Regions from separate parts of the Gasterosteus aculeatus genome. Here region 1 is linked to region 2. The links are chromatin contacts, called in public Hi-C maps. All regions are on one chromosome and are shown on one strand. The core of a region is the stretch at or near the end of the contact, and the rest is flanking DNA. Distances in the headings are between cores, read along the strand shown.

Region 1 (7,083 bases), core at 870-3,369, 37 kb after region 2:
CTGTTCAGGGTCAGATTGAGAGAAAAGCAACCATAAGTTCATCAGTGGACAGATACTGTGGCTGTTGACCAATACTGCATGTGCGTGGTTGTCTTTCTAAACATGCATCTGACGGTCTGTTCTTTGGCTCCAGACTGTTTGAACAGGGAGATTTCTAAAGCGAATCGCCAACATGCCAGTCAATATTGACAACAGGACAAAGTCAAAGAGATATTATGTAAAAATGTCAGTTAAACATTACCCGTACCAGATCAATGTCCAATAGGTCGACCAGAAACATTATCACCGGAACAGGGGAGACGACGGCGTCCGTTAACTTTAGCCTCTGCATGGCGATGCTCACGCAGGCACATGCAATAGTGGAGGGCAAGAACACTGAAAACCTGCAGTCTGACGATAGGGAAAGAAGATTACTTCCTTTTTCAATTTAAAGAATCATACATAAAACCATATTTTAAAAGATATTATATCTATATATTTAAGATGGCCCCCTACAATTCACCGAAGGTACTCGTAGCCTATTGCAAATAGTAGGAAAGTCAGTAAAGGCTAGATGTCGACAGTTAGACGGATTCCACTATTGCAGACACACCTTGATGTACAAAAGCCGACATTTCCCAAAACCCGATAAGCTGGTAGAATATCCTAATTGCCTCAGGCGGGAGACACGATGAAAGGACAAGTCTAACATTCAATCCATGCAGAAACACCTTTTTCAATGAGTTAATAGGACGGAGGCATCGGAATTGTCTTAATTTTATGGGCATAGTGCGTGTAAAACCGCAGCGACGGACTCTCCCTGTGACCTGTTGCCTCGGGCAGCGCCACAGAGATTCGTGGGAAATCAGCCAGCTGAATAGTTGGACTGAGGTCTTTCACAGTAGACAATACGGGATTACACAAACTCAGCCCTTCTGTCTCCAGAATGAACTGCTGACGCATCGCGATCAAAAGTTTTGGCTCCTTTGTGTTCATTGTTATGTGCAAATGTCACGGTCATGTTTAACCCTCACTAAAGGAGGAATATAACAGGGCTAATTTTACTGCACTGAAACAATTGGGCACAGAAATAATTAATCACTACAAGAAATATATTCAAAAGTATTTTTTAACCATTTTATTTATTTATGGATTTTTTTTATCCATTGTCAATGCATATTGTCTTTGCATGTGATCATTTTTGGAATGACAAAAAATATACATGTCACGTGTTGGCAACCCAGTGCTGTAACTTACCAATGGCCACCAGAGCGATATAGGAGTGCACGTGGCGTCGCACGTTGGGAAGGAGGTGGGGCCGAACTAAGGGCAGAGCGTGAAGCACCGGCCCCAAGAAGTCAGAGGGAACCACAGAGGCCAGACACCAGTCCAACCGAGAAACCACTGTCAGCTCCCAATGCTGCAGCGCGCGCGCGCGCACACACACACACACACACACACACACACACACACACACACACACACACACACACTCTACAGTCAATATTATGTGCGCTTATTATTTATATATTTAATAGAAATACGAGTTACCAGAATGTCTGATACGGAAATGGAGTTGTCTGTGTAGATGCAAAGCTTGATGGCCGTCAGATGGACGGTCTCTCTCATTTTGGAGGCCAGGAACATACAAACGGCCCCTAAAAGCTGCAGGTTGCGCTTTTGCACGGCGAACCTGCCCAGGTAACAGTCCAGGTATTGCACCGCCAGCGGAAACACCTCCTCCTCACATCTCTGTTCCTCGCACACCTTCAAGACAGACACGCCGCATTGTTGTAATTTATTTCAACCGGACGACACACGCTGTCATTGTGACCGATTGGTACACCTGAAACATCCACACTGCCAGTATCCTCCGCATGTGGGGCTCGATGTCCGTCTGGACCACCCGGAGGTCCGGGGCCCGCGGGCAGGTCTTCTCCAAGGCCGTCAGGTTGTGCAGTGTTCGGAGGTCGCCGTTCACGGGTTGGTCGCTGCCCGCACGCACAACCACGTCTAGCTCCGCGTCGGCGGCGTTTACGTCTCTGGATCCACGCGGAAGCCGTCTGTCCTCACGAGGATCCATTCGAAGTAGTAGACTGGAATGGCCTTCAAAATGGCCGCGGTTAGTTGGCCGTTATTCCGTTAGCTAACGTTAGCTAGCTGTGCTAACGCTCCCGCGACGTTCGCTAACTTAACTTAACCAGCTTGTTTTAAAGAGGTCCTTTCAAATATCGGCCATTAACAGGCTCGACTGGAAATAGGATTTGTTTGTTATGAAACGTAATTTCATTGATTACATGTTTTTAACTAACGTCATGCTTGAAGCAATGCGGCCGAAGTTACTTGTATCACAGAAGCAAGAATCATTCGTTTTCTGATTTCCCAAAATCAACTGACGTTAAACCAAATTATTCTGAATTTGAATTAAAACCGCTACGTTTTATTTGATTTAAAATTACACATTTACTACTTTAGTCTTAAAATGGACAATTCAACACAAACTGTTATATGTATCTTATTACTGGTATTTATGGATTTAACGTCAGTTTATGAAATATCATCCAGGTGTCTTCCTTCTGCTTTGATCACCACTAGCTGAAGGCCACGTAATCCCAACATAGTGTCCCAACATAGTCTGTAGAAGGCCGACATCGCTGTGGCCGAGGGCTACGAAATCGATTAAACAGTTTTTTACTTTGTTGACCAGTGACAGTAAAAGGTTTCTTGAAATAGTCATTTCACTTTTTAGGTCTTTCTCTGTTGTTTTAATATTTGTATACTAGTTTTCAGATACAGTTCAATCCCAAAAGATTTCAATTGACAGTTTTGACAATGTTCCAGAAAAGACAAACAGTGTATATTGCAGGTAGATAATGTAAATGTTTTTAAAACCCAGCTGCGGATAGAAAGTCAACATACAATGGTAAGAAATACATTTTTAAGCTTTAGTAAACTTAATTCATTTGTAATTGAAAGTGTTGCTTCAAAACAACAAGGTTTCCATAATCAAACAAAAACAAATGACAGTCTGAGTATTTGCAACACTGTATTTAAACGCCGCTATTTTTCTAAACTGTCCCTTCTAGTCAGATAAAATAACCAAGTTGGAATTAACCCAGCACCAGACCAGTCTAAATCCTCAGTCCATCTCCACAGTAACAGGGAGCCCAATTTCGAGATCCCTCGATTCGGAATTTTGCAATTCTCTGCGAATCTCTGCAGAGATCTGAGGGTGTGTTTGTATCTTCAGCATCTCCAGCAGTGCAGTCTTCTGTTCGGAAGCCAGGTCAGCCTTGTACCGCTGAGCCATGGTGAGCAAACTCTGATGCCACAGCACAGGAAGCTCACGTTTTTCATTGCGGAAGGACAGGAAGTGGGCCACCAAGGCATCCAGGACACGGAAAGGCAGGGCGTATTTCTTGTCAAGCAGGAGGCGCAGGAAAATGCTGTTGGCACCGTTGTACTCCATCTCTGCCAACTTAAGCATCGCAGCGCTGAAAGACAAGAACAATTCCCGCATATTGTGCAACCTCCCACGTTGCGTAAATTTGAACATTTCTCCTCTTGCCGACACGCCACAAACCAAAGCAGCGAAGCACAGCCAGCTGAATCCTACCTGGAGTGGAGCACAGGGATCGAGCACTTTGTGAGAATGCTTCCAATGATGATGGCTTCCCTTAGAGTACATGTTCCTGATTCACACAGAGGAAGCAGTATACCTGTAGGACAGAAGAGGCCAAATATATCAAATAAGTATTCCTGTACTTCAATAAGAGTCAGTGATAAGCATGGCTTTTTGGTGCTCTGTTCAGTCGATTAAAGCTCCACAAACACTGAATCCAACCATTAAAAAAAAACATCTTCAAGTTGTGCCTTCTTTACATTATATGGGACAGATGGTAGTGATGGAAATATGTTTATGTCTTAAGAACATAAACCCCATCTGAGATTGTTGTATGTTTAACCCCAAATTAACTCACCGGTTTCATCAGTTAACTAAATTAACTCCAATATCATTGATGGGAAATTACCATTTGTGACTTATGGTTCTTTTGCTCTAATTTTGTGGCAGTTCAGGGTATTCGTGAGCAACACTGCCACTTAGTGGATTTGTCTCATACTGGTGTTTTAAATATAGGTCATGGGATGTTTGGGGGACACTAGTTGCATTAAATCGTGACAGGTTGTTCACAAAAGGAGACAAACAATTACAGCCGAAACAAAGGATACATTTTACCAAATTAAATTTGAGTTTGCTTATTTCTTAGCTTCCACAACCAATGGCGTTATTTTCCTTGTGTAGACTAAAAGCATTTCTAAATGACACGTCCCAGAAAGCCGGTATAAGCTGTCAATTCCTCTCATTTAATTTTATCCACTTTTTTTTTTTTTCAAGGGTCAGATAATAACTAGTAATATGCCAGCTTCAGTTGTACGGCACATTGGTAACAATTGTACTGCATTTACTTTCTGCCTACCCTTTGCTTAAAAGAACAAATGTATTAAATCATACAAATTCAGAATGTGGATCACAGCTAGAAGGGTTCCCCTAATGAATTCAATCAAGAAGAAAATTCATATGATTACAGATTAACAATATCAGGACTTAATCAGAATTTGCCCCCCTCCCCTTTGACTGGGCCAAACAAGCCTTCACATACTTATGAAGGCTGCAACTAATGATTTTGATCATTTATATTTCTAAATTTTTCTTGATTTACCACTTGTTCTTTAAAACCAAATCAACTGTATTTTATATTTGCATGGGTGCATTATAATATGGCAATATGTTCTTCAAAAAGCAAAGATGTCCAGTTTATTGTAATGTAGGACATGCAAGAACATTTGCAACACTTGGGAGAATTTTTGCTTGACAAATGAAAGATACTTGATATTTCCTATTTCACATTCAACAGTTGTTGCCCGCTCTGATGTCAATATCTTCTTGCTTTGAAAAAATCAAAACCAAATATGCATTAAAAGGGCCTCACCTTTAAACCACGCTCCTGGTTTGAACAAGGCCTTTTTCAGAGCACTGTAGAGATGAAAGTTGAGTCGCTTGTACTCTGCAATATCGTCCCGTACTCGGGGCAGCAGCACCAAGTTGTAAAACCTCTGAGCCATTCGCTCTTTGAGATTGGACGAGAAGATTCTAGAAGAAAGGGATGGAGGAAAAACACTTTATTGTACCGTGTTTTAATATCTGCAGTGAATAAGGGAACGTGCTCGGCGTTTGGATGAAACAACAACGGCGTCTGGAGACTCACCGTGTTGCTTGGTACATGGCCGCTGCTGTCCAGGTCTCCGGGTCAGTCAGATAAAGAATCTGCTCCCAGTTTGAAAGAGCCGGGACTATTTTAAAAGCCTTTGGCAATTTACCGCTGCGATATTTAGATAGAACCTAAAACAAAAGAACATTCGGTCACATCTTGAGACTTACAGCCAGGCAATAAATCGAGACTTTCAACAGTTAACTGGAAAAAAACTCACCTTATTGACACCTCTGTACACTTCTACTACCCTCGGGTCCAGTTGGGGCATCGGACGCCCTGACACCTCCGACATCACTGTCCCTACCTCGGTCTGCTTCTCTGTAATCTTCTCCATGATGATATCAGCTAAGGTCCGTCTACAAAGAGAAAGCCCAGCTGAGCATTTACACCAAAAACTGAGCTGCTGTCGTGCGTCATTAAAACGCAAACTCCAACAGCTAGATTCCAAATGAAGCCGGGATTATGTTGCAACTTGCCTCAGTGGAGGGTTTTTATTCATGAACATCTCCATGGCCTTCTCGTCGTCCGGGTCAATGACGACCTCGGTGTCACACACAACATGGCTTTCATCAGCACCTGCCGCTCCCAATGCCGGCCACTCCTCATCGGAGTCTCCATCCTGGGAGTCAGGCCCTGAGATTTGATCACAAGACAAAGATGGTCAATATTTAGGTGAACTTCCTTGATTAACTGAATCCTCTGAGTGGGCTTTACAATATCAGACCCATTCACCATGTTCACTATGCTAATGACTCAAGTATGTGAACTTATAACAGTGCGTTATAAATAAAATGTACAATTATTAACTGACACAGCAGGTGAAATAGTACAGGTTAAATGCACACATAGTAGAGCAGATAAGCCGTGACACAGAAGTGCATTGAAATAACTATTAATCAAATTAATTACATGTCAAATACAACGGAATAGATTTCCAATAATCCGGATGCTGTTCACAGCGAGGAGGACAAACCGAGGACATTACCGAGGACGGTGACGGGTGTCTTCTTCTTCTTCTCCGGGGCCAGACCATACTCGGCCTGAAGCTCATCTTGCTGGATTCGCGCCTGTTGGAGGATCTTCCGAGAGAGACGTTCGTCCACGTAGTTGTCCTCGTTTTGCGCCCGGCTGTCCCTGCTCTTCACTCGGCCTCCGCCTCGCGTCGTGTCCGCCTGCAGGATCTGCTCCGCCAGCGGCATCGCTCCTCCGCTCACCTCCGCTCCTCCACCTCTGGATCTTTTCACTTTGGGCATCGTTGTTGTTCGACAGAAGGCGAAGTTGTACTATCAGGGTTGTTTTGAGGTCATTTGCTACCTTTAAAAAGTACTGTAAATAGTCGCGTTTTCAACACGTGCGGATGTCCATTGCAGGACGGAAGTGACGTAACGTTAGTTTGCGTCACGTAACTTCGAAACGTCGCGTGAATTTAGAGTCGTCTTAACTGTTCTTGTCTGCAACCAAATATTTTATTTTTGAAAATGTTTGGCTATCTTGTTTTCTAAATAGTTTCGGATGTTAGTTTAAAATGTATATATAATATATACATCTGATTTACGTTAGCTAGCGGAAGACAAATGTTTCACCCGGAAGTACTCAACGGACAACCAAGAAAACATTGGAGCCAAAGCATCAATGGGGGTCACTTGGTGAGATAAACATTATGTTTTTAGCTAACGTTACACTCAAACTTTAAACCGTGATTGAAAACAACACGTAATGTAATTGTAATAGAGCGTATCTTCATTATCTGACCACAGCCATCGCACTTTGTGTTCACTTATCGGCGCTTCGTCGCTCGTTGTCATTCACACGACGCTCTGCGGATCTTTCT
Region 2 (6,559 bases), core at 3,731-6,230:
GTCGATGCATGAGTGCACAAACACTATGACTTCCTTCTGATTCGTGCACTGCACATATATGACTACACTCTACATTCCTACACAACCAAGTTAGATTAGAGTTTTGTCGAAAAGTCTACTGTAGCTGCCTCATTGAAAAATACAAAATGTTTTGCCCTCAGAGTAGTCGTAACTTCTGCTGCTAATTTCTCCACTTTCTTCAACTCCGATTTAAGATGAGCACCAAAAGTGTTCTTGTGTCAAACTGCACATCATTCTGCACAGTTAAGCTCAAACATCACATTCAACACACAAGAACATAACACATTTTCAACTGGAGGGGGGCTTCATGTTGTGTATAATGTGTACCCCTATGTACTACATTATCCCTCTGAATTAACAGCACAGACGTTTGATCAATAAGTCAATCATCTGAGCTTTCTGATTTGATTTCACACATCCACAGATTACCAAAATAAAATGTCTAATAAGTAGTGAGAATTCATGTTGGTTTTTTTAAATCTGTGATCACATCGCATGCTGGAGTTAACAGTAATGACTCACTGCGAAACTCTCTCTGCTCAATTATCTTCACCACTTTTGTACTCTCTCCTTCTAGTCATGGCAAGCCCGCAGCGTTTCCTGGGTAACAGTGTGTTGCAGTGGAACAACATGGCGGCGGCCGCGTCCTCCGTCCCCTGGCATGTAGAGCTCATGTTCCGCACACGTCAGGCCAGCGCGACGCTGCTGCACATCTCCGCAGGCCAGCAGCACAACCTCACGCTGCAGGTGAGAGCAACAAGTCCTAAAGGAGAAAGTTAACTAGAATTATTATGTTATTTCTTAGTCCTTCCCTCCTAATAGCAAAGAGCCATAACTTCACTTCTTCAATGGGTGCAAAGTCTAGTGAGGCATCTTTTCCTAAAGATCAAACATTTTAGGACTGAGGCTCCACCTATTGGCCATATGAGTTTCAGCACATCCAAATGCTGAATCTCTCATTGAAGCAGCTGCTTTTGAGCTCGTCTAGACTGACGCATGCCTGATGTTGCGTAACTGTACTATATTCTATTTCTAGCAATTCAACGTTTGAACCTTGGCAGTTCCTGTTCATCGTGTGATGCATTGCTAAATCCTGGTGCTCTATTTTCCTCCTCTGGTATCAAACATCGTCTCAATCTCCGTCCTGCTGATTCCACTCTTTTCCCGCCTCGCTCCCTGTCGCCTCTGTAGCTGCGCGGGGGGAGTGTGCTGATGGGGCTGCACAGGGGGGAGGACTCGACTCTCTCCCGTGTGGAGGAGGTCCTGGTGAACGATGGAGACTGGCACCATTTGCAGCTGGATATCAGCAGTCTGGAGGGAGCAGCAAGCCACCACAAAGCAGTGCTGTCTTTAGACCAGGGCCTTTACCTGGTGAGTTGGCGTTTCATCCCTGCAGATGAATTAAGATACTGTAGCTTGGCAGCAATAAAGTCTGTACCTTTTCAGGCCAGTATGGAGGTGGACGGGAAGCTCCGAGACTCCAAGCTGAAGACTGTGAGCGTTGGTGGTTTGGAAAGAACTGATGGGAAAATTCAGCATGGCTTCCGTGGCTGTATACAGGTCCGCGAGCTCACTTATGTCTTATATGTGTGCATAGATATTAAAGGTCTTCTACTCTATAAAGCACAACACAAGCACAATATTGAAAATTATGAAATGTATTTGAATATATACAATTGCAGTCATTAAAAATCAGTTGAAACCTGACAAAAAAAACTCAATCACTTTTCTACCAGATTTGATCTACTGTCTTCTTCACTTGCCCTTTAAATGAGAATCTTGCTTAAACGACGGTTTTAACTGCTTGAGCTTATGATGCAGGGTAGATGGCCATTTTGTAATACTATAACACACAAAATGTTTACACACAGGCACTTCTTTGTGTTTCAACCCATCGAAAACAGCAATCTTGTGCTTAAGAGAACATTCCTTTTCCCCCCCAACAAAATGTTTATTTGGTTCTCCTGCAGGGTCTGCGTGTGGGCGGAGCTCTGAGTCTGTCTCAGGCGAGGAAGGTGAACGTGGAGGCGGGCTGCAACGTGCCCGACCCGTGCAGCTCCAGCCCCTGTCCTGCCAGCAGCTACTGCAGCGACGACTGGGACAGCCACTCCTGCACCTGCCTCGCCGGTCCGTCCGCTTGCACTTCGCCAACACAATCGTAAAACATTCTGCAGGGCTGAGCGGTTACTTTAAACCGATGTGTAAATACGGTTCACAGTGTTGTGAGAGCACAGCAGCTTATTCTTTCTTTTCACCTTTATTTCACAGGCTACTATGGCACCAACTGCACCGATGCATGCTCACTGAACCCCTGTGAGCACGAGTCAACATGCACCCGGAAGCCAAGCTCCTCTCGTGGTTACACCTGCGACTGCCCTAAGAACTACTTTGGCCGTTACTGCGAAAAAAAGTAAATTTTTTTCAACGTTTATGTAAAACCCTGTATGTTTTTGTGTGGCGTGTTGTTTTGTTGCTCTGCAGGAGAAGTAATGCTGTACTTGTGTGTGCAGAACCGATTTGCCGTGTCCCAGAGGCTGGTGGGGTCACAAGACCTGCGGCCCCTGTAGCTGTCAGACAGACAAGGGCTTCGACTCTGACTGCAACAAGACGAGCGGAGAATGCCGCTGCAAGGTGAGCATGTGCCCGACCTGCACCGACCGAGGCCGCTAATGGAAAACAGATTTTTTTGTTTTTCAATTGATAATCAAAAACTTTGTCTCTCCACTCCACAGGACAACCACTACCTCCCCGAAGGCAGCGACACCTGCCTGCTGTGCGACTGCTACCCGGTCGGCTCCTTTTCCAGAGCGTGCGACCGAGAGAGCGGCCAGTGCCAGTGTAAACCCGGCGTCATCGGGCGCCAGTGTGACCACTGCGACAACCCCTTCGCTGAGGTTTCACCCAACGGCTGCGAAGGTCAGAATGAATCCGATTACTCTCAGGTTATTACAATGCTTAATTCATAGGCCCCACTTTATTGTAGCTAGAAATATATTAAATATATTAAATCTCTCTCCCTCCTGCTCCACCTCACTCAGTGATCTATGACAGCTGCCCTCAGGCCATCGAGGCCGGGATCTGGTGGCCCAGGACTAAGTTTGGTCTCCCTGCAGCAGTTCACTGTCCCAAGGGAACTCTCGGTATGATGTTTTTTTTTCAGGCTGCCCATCAAATGACCAGTATAATAATATATAAGCAGTATATTAAACTTGCCTCAAGCCTTCTCTCCCCGCTGCAGCTCCACTGTTTCTCAACTCCCACGTGGTAACTTTCTCCCCCTTTCTTCAGGCACAGCGATCCGCCACTGCGACGAGCACAAGGGCTGGCTGCCTCCCAATCTCTTCAACTGCACCTCTGTTACCTTCAGCAAGCTGAAAGCCCTGGTGTGTGGCTTCTCCCTCCGTCTTATCTTTTTAAATGAACCTTAGGATTCCAACAATAACACCCTCATTTGTAATTGAAATTGATATTTTTCAGTTCGGTTAAAAATACCTTTTACTCACGCAGCATCAAAACGTAAATGAATGATTATCCTTTCCTCCCTCCAGTCTGAGAAGTTTTCCCGTAACACGTCGCTGCTGGACTCTGGACATGTCCAGCAGACGGCCGCCATGTTGGCCAACGCCACCTTGCACACGGAGAAGTACTACGGCAGCGACGTGAAGGTGGCTTATCGGCTCACGCAGAGTCTTCTGCAGCACGAGAACAAGCAGCAGGGCTTCAACCTCACAGCTACGCAGGACGTCCACTTCACTGAGGTGAGCAAGCGTGTATCTCAACAATAAACAACAACAATGCATTGTTGCCGTTTTGGCAACTGTCACTGTCAGCTGAACTCTCGCTTGTTTTCTGACAGAACCTGGTCCGCGTGGGCAGCGCCATCCTGGCTCCGGACACACGGACGCACTGGGAGCTGATCCAGCACTCGGAGGGCGGCACGGCAGCACTGCTGCGCCACTACGAGGAATACGCAAACACACTGGCTCAGAACATGAGGCAGACCTACCTCAGCCCCTTCACCATCGTCACACCACACATAGGTGAGAGGCTGGGAGGACCCACGAAGGCTGTGGGCCGCCGGGGATCCATATTCCCAACGTGCAGTGGGTGCATATGCTGTTTTGTCGGTTTGAAAAAATGTTTATGATCAGGACAACATCGTTGGAGTAATTAAAGAACAGAAAGCAGATAAAATAAATTAGAAATCGTAATCATATTATTATCACAATATAAACACATAATGTTTTTCCCCACAGTCATTTCTGTGGATCGCCTGAAAAAGATGAATTTCGCTGGTGCCAAACTGCCGCGGTACCAGTCCCTGAGGGGTCCTCGTCCTGCTGACCTCGAGACGGCCGTCACGCTGCCCGATTCCGTCTTTCAACCACCGGTGGACACTAAAGGCCACAGACACCTGGATGTCTTCCCGGAGTCGTCTCTGAAGAACCGGTCAGCCAATAGGAAGAGACGCCACCCTGATGACGACCAGCCCGACGCCATCGCCAGTGTGATCATCTTCCACAGCCTGGCCTCGCTGTTACCAGAGAGCTACGATCCAGACAAGAGAAGTCTGCGGTAAGAACAATTAACTGGAAGCAAAGACAACGGTGTTACGGGTTATTCTTCTGTGCCATTGACCTCTAAATCATCCAACAATGTTCCTTTGTTAACATCAACACGGTGCATAGCTCATCAAATATGTATTATTCCACTGCTGAAAATATTTACTCTTGTTGTAACTTACTGCCAATGCGTTTGGGACACTCTATACTTTTGACCATTTTTCTATAGATTCAGTTGGAAACAATTCATGCCTTTGATCGTGTATTTCTTTTACGTTGTCTTCAGGGTGCCAAAGCGTCCGGTCATCAACACGCCAGTGGTCAGTATCACTGTCCACGACAACGACGAGCTGCTGCAGCACGCACTGGACAAACCCATCACCGTGCAGTTCCGCCTGGTCACCACCGAGGAGCGCTCTAAGCCCATCTGTGTCTTCTGGAACCACAACATACTGTGAGTACAGCAGAGCTCTCGGGATTAGAGAAGAAGCGTGAAGTTGTGGTATTCTTACATTTTCCTCTGTTGTTTGTGCTTCGTGTCAGGGGCGGGAATGGCGGCTGGTCGGCGAAGGGCTGCGAGGTGGTTTTCAGAAACGGCACCCACATCAGCTGTCAGTGTTATCACATGACCAGCTTTGCCGTCCTCATGGACATCTCCAGGAGAGAGGTGAGTGACGCGAAAGAGTCCCAATAAAACCACGAAGATCGTTATTCTGTGACTCAAACGTCTCTCTTCCAATCGTCAGAATGGAGAGATCCTGCCAATCAAAATCCTGACGTGGAGCACAGTGGGAGTGACGATGGGCTTCCTCTTCCTCACCACGATCTTCCTCCTTTGTCTGAGAGCCATGCAGTGCAACAAGACCAGTATAATCAACAACGGAGCTGTTGCGCTCTTCCTTTCCGAGCTCATTTTCATCCTGGGCATCAACCAGGCAGACAACCCGGTAATCAATCTGTTCTCCGTCTATTCCACTTAGTGTTTCCTCCCCGTGTTTTAATCTTCCCTCCGTCTTCCAACCTGATGTTCTCTCTGTGCAGTTTATGTGCACCGTCATCGCCATCCTGCTGCACTTCTTCTACCTGTGCACTTTCTCCTGGCTCTTCCTGGAGGGTCTGCACGTCTATCGCATGATCAGCGAAGTGCGAGACATCAACTACGGACCCATGAGGTTCTACTACCTGATTGGCTGGGGAGTACCAGCCTTCATCACAGGTCCGGACCTTCACAAGAAACTGTATTTTCTGTACACATTTAAATCTCTAGCAGCAGCCCCAAACTTGATGGTCATGACTGTCATGCCAGTTATGCAAATCTACTATATGATACTATACGATAATGAGGGAAAATGTGTTTCACCTTTTATTTTCAATTTACACAAAGCAGCTGACCTCATTTGGTGGCATCGATCACACAGCTTCGTTATCCAACACACTCACTGCGTGAGTGACTTAAGTCACAGTGAAAATTACAGTGTTAATACGTGAGACACCTCCAGTAAAGTGTTCTGAGAGCTGGCGACTTTAGATGAACAGCTCTCTTGGAACCAAAGAATGTTTACACACACCGCAGCTGTCATCTGACGCCGCTGCGTGTCTTTTGGGGGGTTTGTCTGCAGGTCTGGCAGTGGGACTTGACCCTGAAGGCTACGGGAACCCAGACTTCTGTTGGCTGTCCATGTACGACACTCTCATCTGGAGCTTCGCCGGGCCGATCGCCATGGTGGTGTCGGTGAGTCCCTGTACATCCCTGAGATCCACACTGTTGTTTGAGCGGAACTCCGTAAACGCGCTCCAACGCGGCGACTCAAGCCGACCTCGTCAGAGCGACTCCAGAGAGTAAACACGCCCTCCGCTGTCCTGACGGGGAGATTAGTTTGACGTTTACTCTCAAAATCTCCCGCCATTTTGTAAGTTGTGAAGCCGTTTGATTAATGTGTCCACAGATGAACGTCTTCCTGTACGTCCTGTCGTCC

The links. A called contact is a pair of places that touch in the nucleus more often than the background predicts.
Region 1: a contact with region 2 is called in a Hi-C map of tail fin, with 2.5 times the contacts expected there. The contact joins the promoter of ccnd3 here to the enhancer-like site in region 2. A contact is called at or near these places in 2 of 6 Hi-C or Micro-C datasets (tail fin and whole body).

Annotation. Positions count from the first base shown.
Region 1 is chr17:9,522,280-9,529,362 of fGasAcu3.hap1.1, forward strand. It overlaps ccnd3 (cyclin D3), which reads right to left and starts at 2,120. Exons shown (of 5, transcript XM_040203524.2): 1 at 1,826-2,120; 2 at 1,531-1,746; 3 at 1,237-1,399; 4 at 248-390. The coding sequence starts at 2,062. It overlaps bysl (bystin-like), which reads right to left and starts at 6,651. Exons shown (of 7, transcript XM_040203523.2): 1 at 6,238-6,651; 2 at 5,729-5,885; 3 at 5,470-5,608; 4 at 5,247-5,380; 5 at 4,971-5,131; 6 at 3,596-3,698; 7 at 2,722-3,473. The coding sequence starts at 6,505. The coding sequence ends at 3,119. med20 (mediator complex subunit 20) reads left to right here and starts at 6,284. Exons shown (of 4, transcript XM_040203527.2): 1 at 6,284-6,898. The coding sequence starts at 6,885.
Region 2 is chr17:9,482,166-9,488,724 of fGasAcu3.hap1.1, forward strand. celsr2 (cadherin, EGF LAG seven-pass G-type receptor 2) reads left to right here. Exons shown (of 34, transcript XM_040203515.2): 9 at 599-768; 10 at 1,213-1,392; 11 at 1,468-1,581; 12 at 1,992-2,148; 13 at 2,290-2,431; 14 at 2,532-2,652; 15 at 2,754-2,937; 16 at 3,060-3,161; 17 at 3,310-3,404; 18 at 3,570-3,779; 19 at 3,878-4,061; 20 at 4,278-4,596; 21 at 4,870-5,037; 22 at 5,127-5,250; 4 more. Among protein-coding and RNA genes, the nearest start is that of dstyk, 25 kb to the right of the region's middle. Within about 2 kb of position 4,981, at least 7 of the 9 cell types and tissues checked have open chromatin away from gene starts, as enhancers often do.